2 separate regions of the Gossypium hirsutum genome follow, and region 2 is linked to region 1. Evidence: chromatin contacts called from public Hi-C data. All regions are on one chromosome and are shown on one strand. Each heading gives the region's core, a stretch centred on a gene start, on an enhancer-like site or on the middle of the called end of the contact. The rest is flanking DNA. Distances are from core to core; before and after follow the strand shown.

Evidence for each region. Hi-C and Micro-C count contacts between places; a contact is called where the count stands out from the background.
Region 2: a Hi-C map of leaf shows a contact between it and region 1, with 4 times the contacts expected there. The contact joins the enhancer-like site here to the promoter of LOC107904117 in region 1. A contact is called at or near these places in 4 of 34 Hi-C or Micro-C datasets (callus and leaf).

What each region holds. Positions count from the first base shown.
Region 1 is chrD05:33,398,810-33,406,416 of Gossypium_hirsutum_v2.1, forward strand. It overlaps LOC107904117 (F-box protein At2g39490), which reads left to right and starts at 4,159. Exons shown (of 5, transcript XM_041094765.1): 1 at 4,159-4,364; 2 at 4,442-4,558; 3 at 4,687-5,671; 4 at 5,909-6,070; 5 at 6,294-6,595. The coding sequence starts at 4,270. The coding sequence ends at 6,332.
Region 2 is chrD05:33,490,058-33,497,518 of Gossypium_hirsutum_v2.1, forward strand. No RefSeq gene overlaps it. Among protein-coding and RNA genes, the nearest start is that of LOC107904120, 13 kb to the left of the region's middle. Within about 2 kb of position 5,149, at least 8 of the 9 cell types and tissues checked have an H3K27ac peak or open chromatin away from gene starts, as enhancers often do. A contact at or near this core is called in leaf, where this site is marked.

The DNA.
Region 1 (7,607 bases), core at 2,909-5,408:
TCGACCAAATTAGGAACATATTTAACGATTACAGTGAATTTTATATGCTGCGCACTAGAACAATATGCTTTGTTTTGGGTCTGTAATGAAGCACTATAGAGAACTATAGAGAACAATCTGCTCTCTCTTATGCAATAGCTCAGTAAATAGTTAATCGTTTGACTCCTAGTATGCTCGTAAAAGGCAGTAAAGCAAGGAAGCAAGAAAGGACAGTGCGATTACAAGCGATTTCTAAAAAAGAATCCACCGGATTCAGTACCAATCAATGCTGGATCCTCAACTTTCCCCTAACTTCATACTATACATAACAATTTAAAACACTGCAAACCCCGAATCAAACTCAATGAAAAAAACAAATTTTTAATTCATGGAAACCCTAGAAGTCGGGTGGGCAAGAGAACAAACCTCAAAAATGGCGATTCCAAGGCTGTTGATTTCGGGAAAGTAGTGGGGCTACTGATTTCTATTGATTTCGGGATGAAATTCAGGATTTCGGGAGGAATTTTCTCAAACTCTAAAACGTTGGGGGATGTTTTTGCTGCTGGGGAATGAATGACGATCGATCGACCCTCTGCTGGGGAGAAAGGGGGAAATGAAAATCAGAATAAGGGGGAAAACGGAGAAACGACGAAGTTTTCGGTAAAATAAACAAACCTTTGAGGGAACGACGACGTTTCGGCTACAAGAAATAAACACCTGCGGCGTTTTAACAAAAACGCCACTAAATACATAAAAAACGGTCACGTTTTGGTAAACACAAAATAACATTTTTTGCGGCGTTTTAAGATAAGCGCCGCTAAAGTAACATATTTTGCGGCATTTTAACAAAAACGCCACTAAATACATAAAAAAACGGTCACGTTTTGGTAAACACATAATAACATTTTTGTGGCATTTTAAAAGAAGCGCCGCTAAAGTAACATCTTTTGCGGCGTTTTAACAAAAACGCCACTAAATACATAAAAAACGGTCACGTTTTGGTAAACACAAAATAACATTTTTGCGGCGTTTTAATAAAAACGCCACTAAATACATAAAAAAACGGTCACGTTTTGGTAAACACAAGATAACATTCTTGCGGCGTTTTAAGATAAGCGCCGCTAAAGCAAGATCTTTTCCGGCGTTTTAACAAAAACGCCACTAAAAACATAAAAACGATTTCGTTTCGGTCAACACAAAATCCAACAAAACGGCAACGTTTTTATTATAACCCATTGAAATTTTGTGGCGTTTCCAACGCAGCGCCGCTAAAGGCTGACGTTTTCGGCGTTTTACAAAAAACGCCACTAATAAATCCTACACCACGGCAGCGTTTTATTAAAACAGAATCACATTTTGCGGCGTTTTTGACATAGCGCCGCTAAAGGATGATCTTTTCCGGCGTTTTACCAAAAACGCCAGTAAGAAATCTTACAGAACGGCAACGTTTTTATTGAAACAAAATCACATTTTGCGGTGTTTTACCCAAAACGCCACTAATATATCCTATAGAACACTGCCGTTTTTATTGAAACAAAATTCCTTTAAATTAAATTTGTTTCTATATTTCAAAGTTTTAATTATTTCGTAAATTCCTTTCAATTAAATTTATTCTGGCCAACGCTATATATTTAATTTGTAAAATTTTATAATTGTGTATGAAAATAATTTTTAATAATATGAAAACTGGAGCTGGATATATATGTTTCCCTTGATGAAGAATACGTAGTTTTTTGTATTAAAGAAGACAGACCTGATAATGTTACGATAGAATCGAACAAATTAGAAGGATCAAAACAATCCGAAAAAAGTTCATGATTGGTTAATAGAAATTAATTTAATATAATTCTATTCATTTGACTCTTAATTTTAATTACTTCAAGTACTCGTGTCTAAAACTTGTTTCAAACACGTCCACGAACATATGACATTCTAAGAACCCTACAAGTAAGGGTCAAAAAAGCTTGATTAGATAACACTAATCAATCTAAACCCTAAACACATAACCCTTAAATCCCTTAAACCCTAAACCCAAATCATAATCCCTAAACCTAGCCTAGACCCTGAACCCCAACCCGTAAACCTTAAACCCCAACCCCAACCCGTAAACCTTAAACCCCAACTCGTAAACCCTAAACTGTAAACCATAATCACTAAACCCATAATTTGCATAAACCTTAATTAAACCCTAAACTCCGACCCTAAACACTTAAACCATAAAACCTACATAATCCCTAACCCCTAAATCTTATACCTTAAACCATAAACCCTAAACTATAATGATAATTAATTCAATATTTTAAAAATAATACTATCTCTTTTACGATTATATAAGAAACTATTTAATATATAAATTAAAAATAACCATTCCTGTACCCAATAAACTTAATTTAAAATTATTTTAAACAACAGTCTCTTCATTTTTCCCGTTTTTAATAAATATTTTTATTTATTTTTACTTTCAAAATTTCTTGTACGTGTCATTATTTTTTACTAAATAATTTAAAATATTTTAATTAATATTTTCTTAAAAACTAGAGCATTAGCGGCGCTTCTTAAAAAACGCCGCAAAATCCCCAACCAAAGACTCGAAAACTAAGAAAACGATGTCGTTGGGCTTAGGCTTTTTGCGGCGCTTTTACAAAAACGCCACTAAAGCCTCCCAAACTAAGAAAAACGATGTCGTTGGGCTTCGGTTTTTTGTGGCGATTTTTAAAAAATGCCGCTAAAACATTGAGCATTAGCGGCGCTTTCCCGAAAACGCCACCAAAGCCTCGAAAACTAAGAAAATGATGACGTTGGGCTTAGGTCTTTTGCGGCGCTTTTTAAGAAACGCTGCTAAAGCCCTGAGAATTACTTGCGCTTCTCCAAAAACGCCACCAAAGCCTCGAAAACTAAGAAAAACGACGTCGTTTGGTTTAGGTTTTTAGCGGCGCTTTTTAAGAAACGCCGCTAATGCTCATTATTAGCGGCGTTTTTGTAAAAGCGCCGGTAATACTGATATTTAGCGGCGTTTTTTTTAAATCGCCGCTAATGCTTAATTTTTAGCGGCGTTTGTTGTCCAATCGCCGCTAAAAGCGCCGCTAAAAGTCTGTTCTGGTGTTGTGTTATAAGGTCCTTAAATTTCAAATGTATTCATAATATAAAATATTGATACGTGGCATGAAAATAAATAAAGAATTTATGGAGGGGGAAATTACGACATAAACCCCTCCTATTTTTTATATAATTTTTAATGGTGCTCTACAAATAATATTTTATGATAAATTCTTCCAATTTGCTTATATTCAATAATTCAACATACAATTTTCACTATTTTTTTAATTTTGCTTTATAATAAGTCCTCTAACATGTTTTTAATATTTATTTTTTTGTTTCAGCTATGAAGCTTCTTTACAGACATTTAGGTAAAATATACCATTTTGACAAAAAAAAACTGTAGCTTTTAAAATGTTAATAACAATTAATTTTAAAGTTGAATTAAAATTCCTTTATAGTTACAAAAAGTGAAATCGTACTATTGTTCTGGTAGAATATACCCTTTTTTATTAATTTTGAAGCTAAATTAATACAATCAGTTCATGAATTATTTGATCTTGATTTTCAAAAAGTATACCTTACTTTTAACCAATATTATAAATTATGCACATATCATCATATCATATATATAGGTTTTTTTAAAATAAATATGTTTTAAAATTTGAAGATAAATTAAAAATATTAAAAATATTTGTTAAATATTTTAAAACAGTTTACATAAAAGTTAAAAAAAGAGAGAGTATAAAATATGTTAAAAACACATGTATACAAATAAAATATATTTTCTATTCTACTTTATTTAAATAAAAGTTCCATTTAAAACTTCATTAAAGTTTTTTAAATAATTTTCAAAACTTCATTTAAAAAAATTTAGAATTATTAAATATATTTTAATTTATACACACCAAATCAACTTGGGATTAAAAAAAACTAATTTATTAATAAAAGAGAGGGGTTACAAAACACAATCAACCCCAAAACTAGCAGCAAATCTCAACTCTTGGACTAAAAGGAAAGGGTTGATTGGATTGAGTGACCCAGGAACAAAATGGTCATCACCAGCCTTGGACTCTTCAAAGGTTTTATAATCCAACTCCACTAACGACACCACAATAGCAGTTGTTTGACTATACAATTTTAAGGAATCTCCATTATAAAATTTAAAAATACTTTTCCAAGCCCCCTTGGGCAAGAAAGTTCAAAGTTAGTTTTCTTATATGTTTTGAATACTCAACAAAGCCCTGTTGAAAAATGGAGAAGAAAGTCGGGAGAAAGAAAATTAAGCACGAGAAACAGAGGCATGATCCAGATGATGATATTAACCCAAGGAACACTTCAAGTTCCAGGTAACACCTCTTAGTTAATCACTATATTTTCTTCTAAACATTCAGTATTTTAGTTCAGTCTGGTTGTATTTGATCAGGTATTCGGATACCAGTGGTTTAAAGGATTACGTTTTTCACCAAATTATTCCATCATTTATGTATATATGGAAGCATGATCAAGAGAAATCGTACAAACATGTCGATGTCCCAAAAAGGTCGGCTAAGTGAGAACTTTTATATGTACTTTTTTTTGGGGGGGGGGGATTTTGTTATTTGTTATGATCAAACAACTTTTGGGTTTTTGATATGATGAAATATTGTGGTTTTCCTTCTTTTGGAACAGAAATAATATGGACCCAAATGATTTCATTAGTCATTTGCCTGATGACATCCTTCACCACATCATTTCGCTTCTCCCTTTTAAATCCGCTGTCCGAACCTCTTTCCTTTCAACTCACTGGAAACACCTCTGGAAAGAGGCTTTGTTGGACTCAGTCCATGATGTAATAACAATAGAAGCTGCCATTACAGCCATAACAAGCTTTGTTGATGATTTTGACACACGCCATAGGCCTAGAAATAAGTGGGGTCTCATATTTGAGTTGGGTCATGGAAGAGGCAGCTTAGTTGCTAGCATTTCCAGCAATAGTTCACTTAAACTTGATTTCTCAGCTGGTAAACAAGAATTTCCGATGCCTTTTGATTTGTTTTTGAAGCTGAATCTTGCACCGCCTAACCGATTGTCACGTCGGTACATGTTTGATTGGTTGCTTGAGGAAAATCACCCATCGCAAAGGGAACAACCACCTTCAAACACAATGAGGGTAAAATCTTTGCATCTCATATCAGTAAGCCACCTTTCTAATATGGCAGTTTCTTCTTTGGTGCCAAAGTTGCCATTTCTTCGAAGCTTGACTATCGCTAAATGCAATGGATTACAATCTTTACAGATAAAAGAGGCCAAGGGGCTTCGTAAGTTAGTAGTCCTCGATTGCCCCCATTTACAATCTCTCAGTTTTGAAGGCTCGTCTTTAAAATCTTTCAGATATAGAGGCAACTTAGTATCCTTTCGGTTTAGAGGGAAATGTAATTGTTTTCCCCTAATTCGTTTTTGTGAGTGTGGGTTACTCTTGGATGACGCTATGATTGATATCAGACAAGGTGCTCTAACACAGTGGACATGGGACTTTGAGATTGAGACTCCCTTTTCTCGTGGTCTCCGTAAAGGAAATCATTGTGACTGCGCCAACAAGTATAAATGCTTCAACTCCATTCTGAGAAGCATTAAGGATGTTCAATCTCTAACAATGTGCAGATGGTTTTACGAGGTATGTTCATTCGTTCAACTAGGAGTCTCAGTAATGTTGGAATTTGTGTATTCGTATAGCATATGGGTATGTCTTTTAGATGGATATTCACCCTTTTGGGTGTTTTTCTTTTTCATGTCTTTGAAGGACCGTGTATACTCGGACACAGATCCTTTAAGCAAATTGAAAAGTCGAACCAAAATCTTTGCTAACCTTTCATAACTCAATCTTTGATCGGTGTTGTTGTGATTTGTTTAGACAACGATGTGCAGAAAGTTACCCTTTTCGAGTAGATGCCCCGAATATTATTTGAGCGTACTAGAGCTTTGGTGGATTGATTGTTCAATGGAAAGAGAATCTATCAATGCCTTACTTTGCTTTCTGAAGCTTTGTCCTAACCTGAAAAGGCTTAATATCACTGTAAGCCCCCCATTTCTTTAACGTACTCTGCATAATTTAAGGTATAGGCAGTGTTACTTGTACTTGGATAAGTGTCACATACTTGTATATTTTATACGTATATATTAAATTTTTTTTAAAAAAAATTTAATGCACAAATATACACTTGAAATATCTTACCAAAACTTGCAGCTTGATCCAAAATGCTATAACTTACCCAGCACTGGAAAGTTCTCAACTTCAGTCATTGTTCCTGATAAGCTCGATGATCTCAAAGTTGTGAAAATAGAAGGATTTGCAAATGAAGAAAAGGAGAATTTCATGGCAAGGCGACTCATACCTTTATTTGGAGAAAATAATCCAGTCATTATATCCAAACCAAACGGAAAATGTTTGAAGCATTTGGTAAAAATGGCAAAGCTGGAGAAGAAAGGGAAGTATCCTTACAAGTTCGAAATGGTTGAAAATGTTGATGAAAATTTTCCAGATCATGTTCATATTAATATCTAATTTCCAGTCAAGAATAGCAAATTTAAGTTCTGTAAATAGTGATCATAAGATTGGTTTTTGTTGGAAATTAAGTTTCTTTTGATTTACTGTTAGAAATTAAGTTATTTTTTCAGAAAAATTATTCACTCAATTTTTGATAAATTTCTTTTTTTTATCACCGAACTAAAAAAATTACAAAATGATCCCTTATCTTGTTTATCCGTTTCTATTAACTAGCGATAGATTAATTTGAACAATAATAAATTTAACCCTCGATATTTATAATAATTTTTTATCATAATCTTGTCAATTCTAACTCAAATTCGAACTTAATTTTATTTGATTTGATCATGCAAAGTTAACAATTTAAATTTGTCCAATCTAAACCCAAATCGACTCAAACCCAAAATTGGTACAACTTACATTTGACACGAACTTAAAATAACCAAAACTTGAAAAGACCCGAGTAAATAACCCAAGGTGCTCCAAATTTAAATTAAGTATATATATTTAGAAAAATTATAATCTAAAATATTAATTAGTTTTAATTTATAACTTTTCAATTGTAATTACCATTATTTATTGTTATTAAATATGCGATTTTAGCTTTTATCATATGATCTTAATAGTGAATAGAAAATATTGTAAATATTGAATAAAAATCTATATTATTAAAATTAATAGATAAAGAAAAATTATAAAAATACAATGCAAAATCTCAAAAATATATTTTATTTTGATTTTGTTTGACTTCAAAACCTATTTTAAAAAAGTAAATTTTTATTTTTATTTTCATTTGTTTTTAATTTATTTGAAATTCCTAACATTTTTTTACTAATTTTCCTTTTAACTTTTATATGTTTTTTAAATCCTAAAAAAATCTAATCCATTTCTATTTATCATGTAATTTTTAAATAAGATAATATTATTAACAATAAAAATATCAAATGGTACATTACAATAAAATATTTGTAATTGTTATGGATATCTTATTAAGTGGATGTCCATTAAAATCAAGATGAAGTTTTGATATATTTTAAATTCTAACAACTATTAGAATTAGCCTATA
Region 2 (7,461 bases), core at 3,899-6,398, 92 kb after region 1:
CCATTCGCATTGAATTTAATCCATCTTCTATCCAGTGGTAACCAATAACTACCAGTTACCATTGAACTAGAGTGCAAAGGATTGGTGTTCCAGCTCACAAAGCTCCTTGCCCACGCAACACCTGAAGTCACAATCTCATGTAAACAAATGTGACTGTTAGAGAAAACAAAATTGTTTCGACTTTTCCATAGCAACCAACATAGTATAGGAAAGAAAGTTTTCCATTCAACATCCTTGCTTCCATAAATCTCTTTAATTCTGCAAATTTTGCAGAAGCAAGTCATTAAACTGCATAGAAAAGAAGGCATTGTGAGTAAACCTCGGCAACATAGAGACCCAAATTGGTTTTGAAAAAGGACAGTCTCGAATTACGTGTAACCCAGACTCAACAGCATGACCACACCTCAAACAATGGCTATCATTAGATATATGATGCCCAAACCCGTTCCTAATTTGTTAATAACTTGTTATTCCATAGTAACGAAAGGAATAGCCGAACTCTTTGAGGCGCTCTAGCCTTCCAAATAAAATTCCAAACCTTAGACATATCATCATTCACAATAGGATAAAGACGCCTAAAAGTTTCAGTGGTGGAACGCAAATTTTTCTTCATTTTTTTCTCCTCTCTTAATTTCTTTGGTCATAAACGAATCCTTATCACTCATTCTTCTATTCTTTTGAATATGTTAAAATAATATTCATACTCACCTTTTTTTTTATTTTGACTTTCTCCATAGCCGTTCCTCCTCCATTCACTTAAGTTTTCTATTGAAATCATAAAATCTCTAATTTAGCCCAATATAGTGTAACTGAGGATTAGTTTATTTAATCTCAATTCTTTCTTTTCTTTAAGTGAGCTGAATCTAATGTCTAATGTATGTATAATATGTTTTCATGAAGGATCCAACCCAGATCGCTTGGATTAGCCTTAGTGCAAGGGAAGTAATTGGATCTCCGTTCGAACGAGTAATAGAGTAAGTTCCTCGCTTGATTTCATAAGAGAACTATATTGGACTATAATTGAAACTAACATATGTATTTGGTGTTGGTACCTTAATGTTATAATAGAATCGAGGAGAGATCTAGATAGATCTAAAACGTAAGGATTATAAAGGTGTAGACTTTGCATCATGGTACTTTCATTCAAGGTGTGAGATCTTAATCAATTAAAAATAGTGGATGAATTGATTTATAAAAAAATTATATATATGTGTTTAAAAATAACTGTTTTTATTTTAGCCAATCTTGTGACTAAATGAATACATAAAGTATTCAAGGTGAATAGTAAATTCCTTATTAAGGATTTACTGCAAGTAAGTACCTCAATCTAAGAAATTTGTATTGCCAAAAGTGTATGTAATGTCACTGTATAATTCGATATTGTTTCATATGTATTGTGATGCTAAAACATGCCATTGATCTGATTTTGATATTGAAAGCATGTTAAATCATATTCACTAAGATTGTTAAATATGATTGCATGTTTAAGACATGGCACTGGTTCTATTAATAATCGATCACATGATAAAATTATGATAATTGATATTGAAATACCAATCGCATGATAATTCATGCCTATTGTTTTTGCCACTGATTGCATGTTTTAATCATGCCTACTGTACTGTTTAATTAATGTTAAAAATATGTCATTTTGCATTGGGGTTGGGACGATTATGTAAGGAGGAAGTACTGACAGTTTACTTGCATTTCTGGTGGCTTGTCTACAACATTGGCAGCTTGTCTACAATACTAGCAGTTTATCTGCATTACTGGTGGTTTGTCTACATTACTGGCAGCTTGTCTGCATTACTGGCAGCTTGTTCACATTTATGGCAGTTTATCTGCATTACTGGTGGCTTGTCCACAAACTGGTGTGTAATTGGCTGGATGAGTTTTGGGGAACTCTTATTATGGCGTGAACAGAGTTGGGTAGGACATTTTTCTGAAAATACTGCATTTACATGTTTATGCATACTGAAATTGTGATTTTGTACTATTTTAAAATCCTTTATTGTTGAATGGCTTGACTGTTATTTACATTGTTGATTATTGTATATTTGAGTTAAGACTCACACTGAGCTTATTAGCTCACTCCTTAGTTTACTGATTTTACAGATAACCCTCAAGGGTAGGACTTGGACACGACTATCGGAGGAACTTCTTAGATGTTTCCATTTTTAAGCACTTTAAACGTAATTTTAATAATTATTTTGGGACTGTAATAATTTTTATATGGACTGTGATATGGGACTTTATTTGGGGATTTTTATTTTGATTTGCATGATTTTAAGTTTTAAATTGCTCATTTGATATTTAAATGATTACACATGAAAAATTGACTTTTAATGAAAATATGATATTATCACTAATTTTTGCTGCAATATTGAAAATAAGTTTTGAAATTATTTTTGAAATTAACATGTTTCCATGAAATTATAACAAATAACCAAGTTCACTAGTTTTGAATAAAGAGGAAAATGGTTTTTAAAATGTTTAAAATTATGGAAAATTTTCTATGCTATTTTAGTAGCCAATGTAGCCTTCAAAATTCAGCCATAACGTCTAGGTCGGGTTTGAGAGGTTACATTTCCTCTTGCTAATTCATTTGGAATGTTGGGTGAAAAGAACACTTGTGACTTATTCCTATTTACCTTTTGGCCAGATCTCTCTTTGATAAAAACAATGGCTTCCAACGTCTCTGTTCAACCACTTCCTCGATAAGATGTCCCAAATGCTCCATGCATAGAACAAATAGATACAGCGAGAGCATATCTCCTTAAAGAATACCACATGCTGGCTGAAAAGGATCTGTAACCACTCCATTCTAGAGGATTTGAAGAGATGACAATAATAAACAATTTAAAATCATCGTGACCAACAAAGGCAGTAGTCTAGCTTCAAACAGTGTATCCTCCAAAAACTCCCATCTGACTCTATTGTATGCTTTTTCCAAATCAATATTCAAAGCCATCCCCATTTTTCTTCTTTTGAAATTTCGTACAAAATGAATAGCTTCCTGCGCAATTACAATGTTATCCGATATGCTTCTACCAGCAACAAAGCTAGCTTGATTTTGCTTAGTAATCTTCACCATCAACGACCTTAATCTATTAACTAGCACCTTCGTAACAACCTTATATAACACTGTACATAAACTTATTGGCTGAATATGCGTAATTCTTTCCGGACCTTAAACTTTTGACAAAGAACCAACAATGTTCTATTTAGCCACGAGTTTAATTGATGACCCTTCAAAACTTGTTGCACCATACAAAAAATTGAACCATCGAGTGTATTCCGTTGTGATTGAAATAATTTTACATGAAATCTATCCACTCCTGGTGTTTTCAACGGGGCCTTTCTAAAGGCTGCCTTACGAATCTCCTCATCACTGATTCCCATTATTAGGCTATCCTTCTTTGATGGAGAAATCTCAAGAAATCTTCCTTTACTAGGAAAGGCTCCATGGACTGAATAATCCACATAATAAAGTTCTTTAAAAAATTCCACCACATGTTGTAGGACCTTCGAATCAAGGCACCAATCATCATTCCCAATTTTAAGTCTTTCCACCTTATTTTTCTTCTGCCTAGCCATAGTACGGCTATGAAAATACTTTGTGTTTCTATCGCCATTCGTAAGCCATTCTGATCTAGATTTTTGATACCATAACAACTCTTCATGCTTCAGGAATTCCTCAACCTCGTACCGTAATTCCAATTTACGATCACAAAATCTAACTGAATACCTAAACTTCAAAATTTCTTTACATTCAAGTTTCGAAATTAGCCTCCTCTTACGAACAAAAATATTCCCAAAAACATGTTTACTACATTTTTAAACCTTTTTTTTTGGAAAAGCTCTAAGTTAGTAATCACATCCATATTATTCTTCCAATTGCTACTTATAAGGCCCTTAAAATCAGCATGGAGCAACCAATTAGCTAAGCAACTGAAAGGTCTATTACCTCTATTTTGCAACGGATTGAGAGAAACAAAAATCGACCAATGATCTGACTTTAGGTGATGGAAATTTTGTATTGAGCAATTTGGTGCAAACGAGTCCCAAATCAAGTTACACACAACCCTATCTATGCCCTGTAATAGATTGCTTCTACTCTAGGTGAATCGAGGCCTACTGAACCCCAAGTCATGAATACCATTATCAAACAGAAAAGGCTGGAAACTACTACATCCACTTCACACGCTCGTTGCCCTACCCACTCATTTTGACGGCTCTAGAATCGAATTAAAGTCTCTTACTATAATCCACAGTTCCCTAATCGATTCAACAAGAGAATTCAAAAAACCCCATTACTTCGCGTTACTAGTTATGGGATAACATACACTACTAAACATAAAAACTTAGAAGGTCCTTGTCTGATACTAACCCTCATATGAATCATCTATGGATGCAAATTCAGAATGTCAATGAGGACACTGTCACTCCAGAGAACCCACATTCCCCAACAAAAACCTTCGCTTCAATTCTGAATGAATTTGGGAACCCAGGTTTGAAAATGATGCCATTCGCCCAAACACCATTGACCTGAGTCTCAAACAAACACATAACATCTAAACAAAATTCTATTTTATACTTAGCCATAAAATTACAAAAATAGAGATGACTAGTTCCTTGACAGAAAAAACAACCAAACAACCAATCCAAGCTTCGACACTAAAATCAACAACTAACCTCGGCATTTCTAATAACATCATCATCCATAACTTCCACCACAAAAAATTTCATCCTCTATTGGGGAACAATTCATGGTTCCTTGTTCAATGCCACGCACAATGCCCTCCATTGTTGCCATTAGCTCCACCATTAGGGTTCCATCACCTTCCAACTCGCGATCTGGCGGTTTCTTCCATTGGATATCACTGTTGAAACTTGTTTGCACATCTGGATTTGGGAACCCCATACTCGATTCTCCAAAGTGAAACACGTGATCTTTTCCCCTTTGAACCTTTAGACTCCCCTTTCTTAACCACCTGAGTTGCACTATGTTTATTTATGTCCAAATTGGACTTAAAAGTAATCAAAACCCTTATCCTTAACATTTGGATCTATCGTGCCTATTTTAGAACCATTATCTAACACATTCCCTCCCTTTATAGCAGTTAACCCAATATTGACATTAACTGGCCTTAATGCATTTGGACCAGATTTGGCCCACTACCAACTATAATTCTTTTTTCTGTTAAGCCTAGCCATCCTTATCTTCCCCAACTTTGTTTCCTTTTGTCAAGATTCTCCAACCTTTGCATTAAAATTCTTTCCTAGATCACGCCTTTTAATTTGACCAGGCTGGTACCCTCCATCCGTGGCCTTGATTACGAGACTAGTAATGCCTAGATCTGCCGCTAGAACTGAAAACTGTGAACCCCCAATCCATTGAAGAAGTAACCATTCCTTATCATTTCCACATGATGTACCTTCCCTCTTTATCGTCGTTCTACAAGCATCCATGGCCCGTAATTTTCCTCTTCCACACGTCGCTAAAGACCCATTTTTTCAACCAGCAGTTCTTCCCCATTAACACTACGCTCTGATGCCTTGTTCTTGCTCCCTAGGCACAAATAAGAGTTATTCCCATAAAGCTCACATTTGAAACATACAAACGACAAAGATTCATACTCAATTCGTTGTATATGATCATTAATCTTGACTTTCGGCACCAATGGTTTCTTTAGATTCATACACACAGCCAATCAAGCAAAGTGTTCCTGCTTTCAGCTATCTGTATATCTATCAAGCTTGACCCTGACCTTATAACTTGGCCAATAGCACGAAGTAAGAAATTTGAGTAATAGCTTTCCGGCAAACCAGGTAGCCTTATCCACACCACTTGGATATCCACTTCATTATTCGATGTCGAAAAATCCAGTGACCAATGACGTATGGTCAAATACTGACCAAAGATCACCCAAGTCCCCCTGACCAAAACCTTATTAAAATATCCTTCATCTTGGAACCAGACTAGGTGGTAGTCATTCTCTAAGTCCATAAACCGTATAGGGTGTCTAAGATTCCACAAAATTATCACCTTATTAAGTAAAGTATTGAAACCAATCTTTTACACAAAAGTTTGACAATAATGGTCCTAGCCATCTTACTCTCAATGAACTTATGAACCCGATCAAAAAAAGGTGATCAATGAAATTCCTTCTACCAACTTTGTGACCACATCTCCATCATGAAGTACAAACTCCTCCATCTTCTCTTGCGAAAAGACATCCAAGGAAGTGCCCATCAACATAGATTCATACGACATTTTATCCACTCCCACATCTTCAATCTTCTGGCGATTCTTATCCACTATCGTATCATCGATGTCTGGCGATGGATCTGTCCTCCTCCTTACCTTCTTTGTTGCCCGACCAACACTGCTATTCGACCTCGTAGGCTCTTCCTTACCACAAAATTCCCTAAAAGCAAAGAGTCACTCATTTTTTTTCACAAACAACATTTTTTTTTAGATTTTATTAAGAAGAAAAGAAAAAAACTTGCATTAGGTTCTAAATGTTCGACGAGCCCAAGGTATTTAGGAATCAAAATAGAAAATGGAGGCTAAAGAGCAGTTGCTGGGTTTAATAGATTTTCTTTCGTACAGAAGAAACAAATGATATTCACCATGCAACTTTGCCTACACAATGATACTCTTTGAAACGCTAGTTGGTTGCCAACAAATTATGACAATATTGATCGCATTTCCAAACCCTAAAGAAGCTTTCTCTCAATAATGCGTCTCCAATGGTGGAGGAGATGGACATGGATTTCGGTGTGGGCATAAGTCCAATACCTCACGTGCCAATAAATTCATTGCCATATATGTTTGTAGAGAAATGTGATTACTTCAAGAGAAATAATGATTAATTTTAAACAAAATTGAAGAGTTAAATAAGAATTTTCTATAATGAAATTTATAGAAAGTTAAATATAATAATTTTTCTTTGGTAAAAATAGCCCAAATACAAGTGTTTTAGAAAAATGAAATTGATTTAGTTATTTATTTTTTATTTAACGTTAGTATGTGGGGAAGAATCTTTCTATTAATTAAAACTCGAAACCTTAACTTGGTTTTGGTATCTATTCATAATTTTTTTATTACATTTAATCAATAATAAATATTTAGCTTTTTAAAATAAATTTTCATTAAATTTTTAATAAAATATTAGATGAATTTTATTCCAAATCAAACCCGAAATTAATATCAAATAAACATTTATATGTCAATTCTCTACATTTTATCAACAATTCAATCAATGTAATTAATTTGAATAAAATTATTTTAACTTTAAATTTATCTCATTTACATTTAAATATATATCAAAAAGATTTTCATACCGTCTTAACTATAATTTTATATCTTATTAGCCTGACTTTAATTTTTTTTAAAGCATCCATACATATATAAGATTGATTTATGTTTAATCTAGGAAATGATATATATCATAT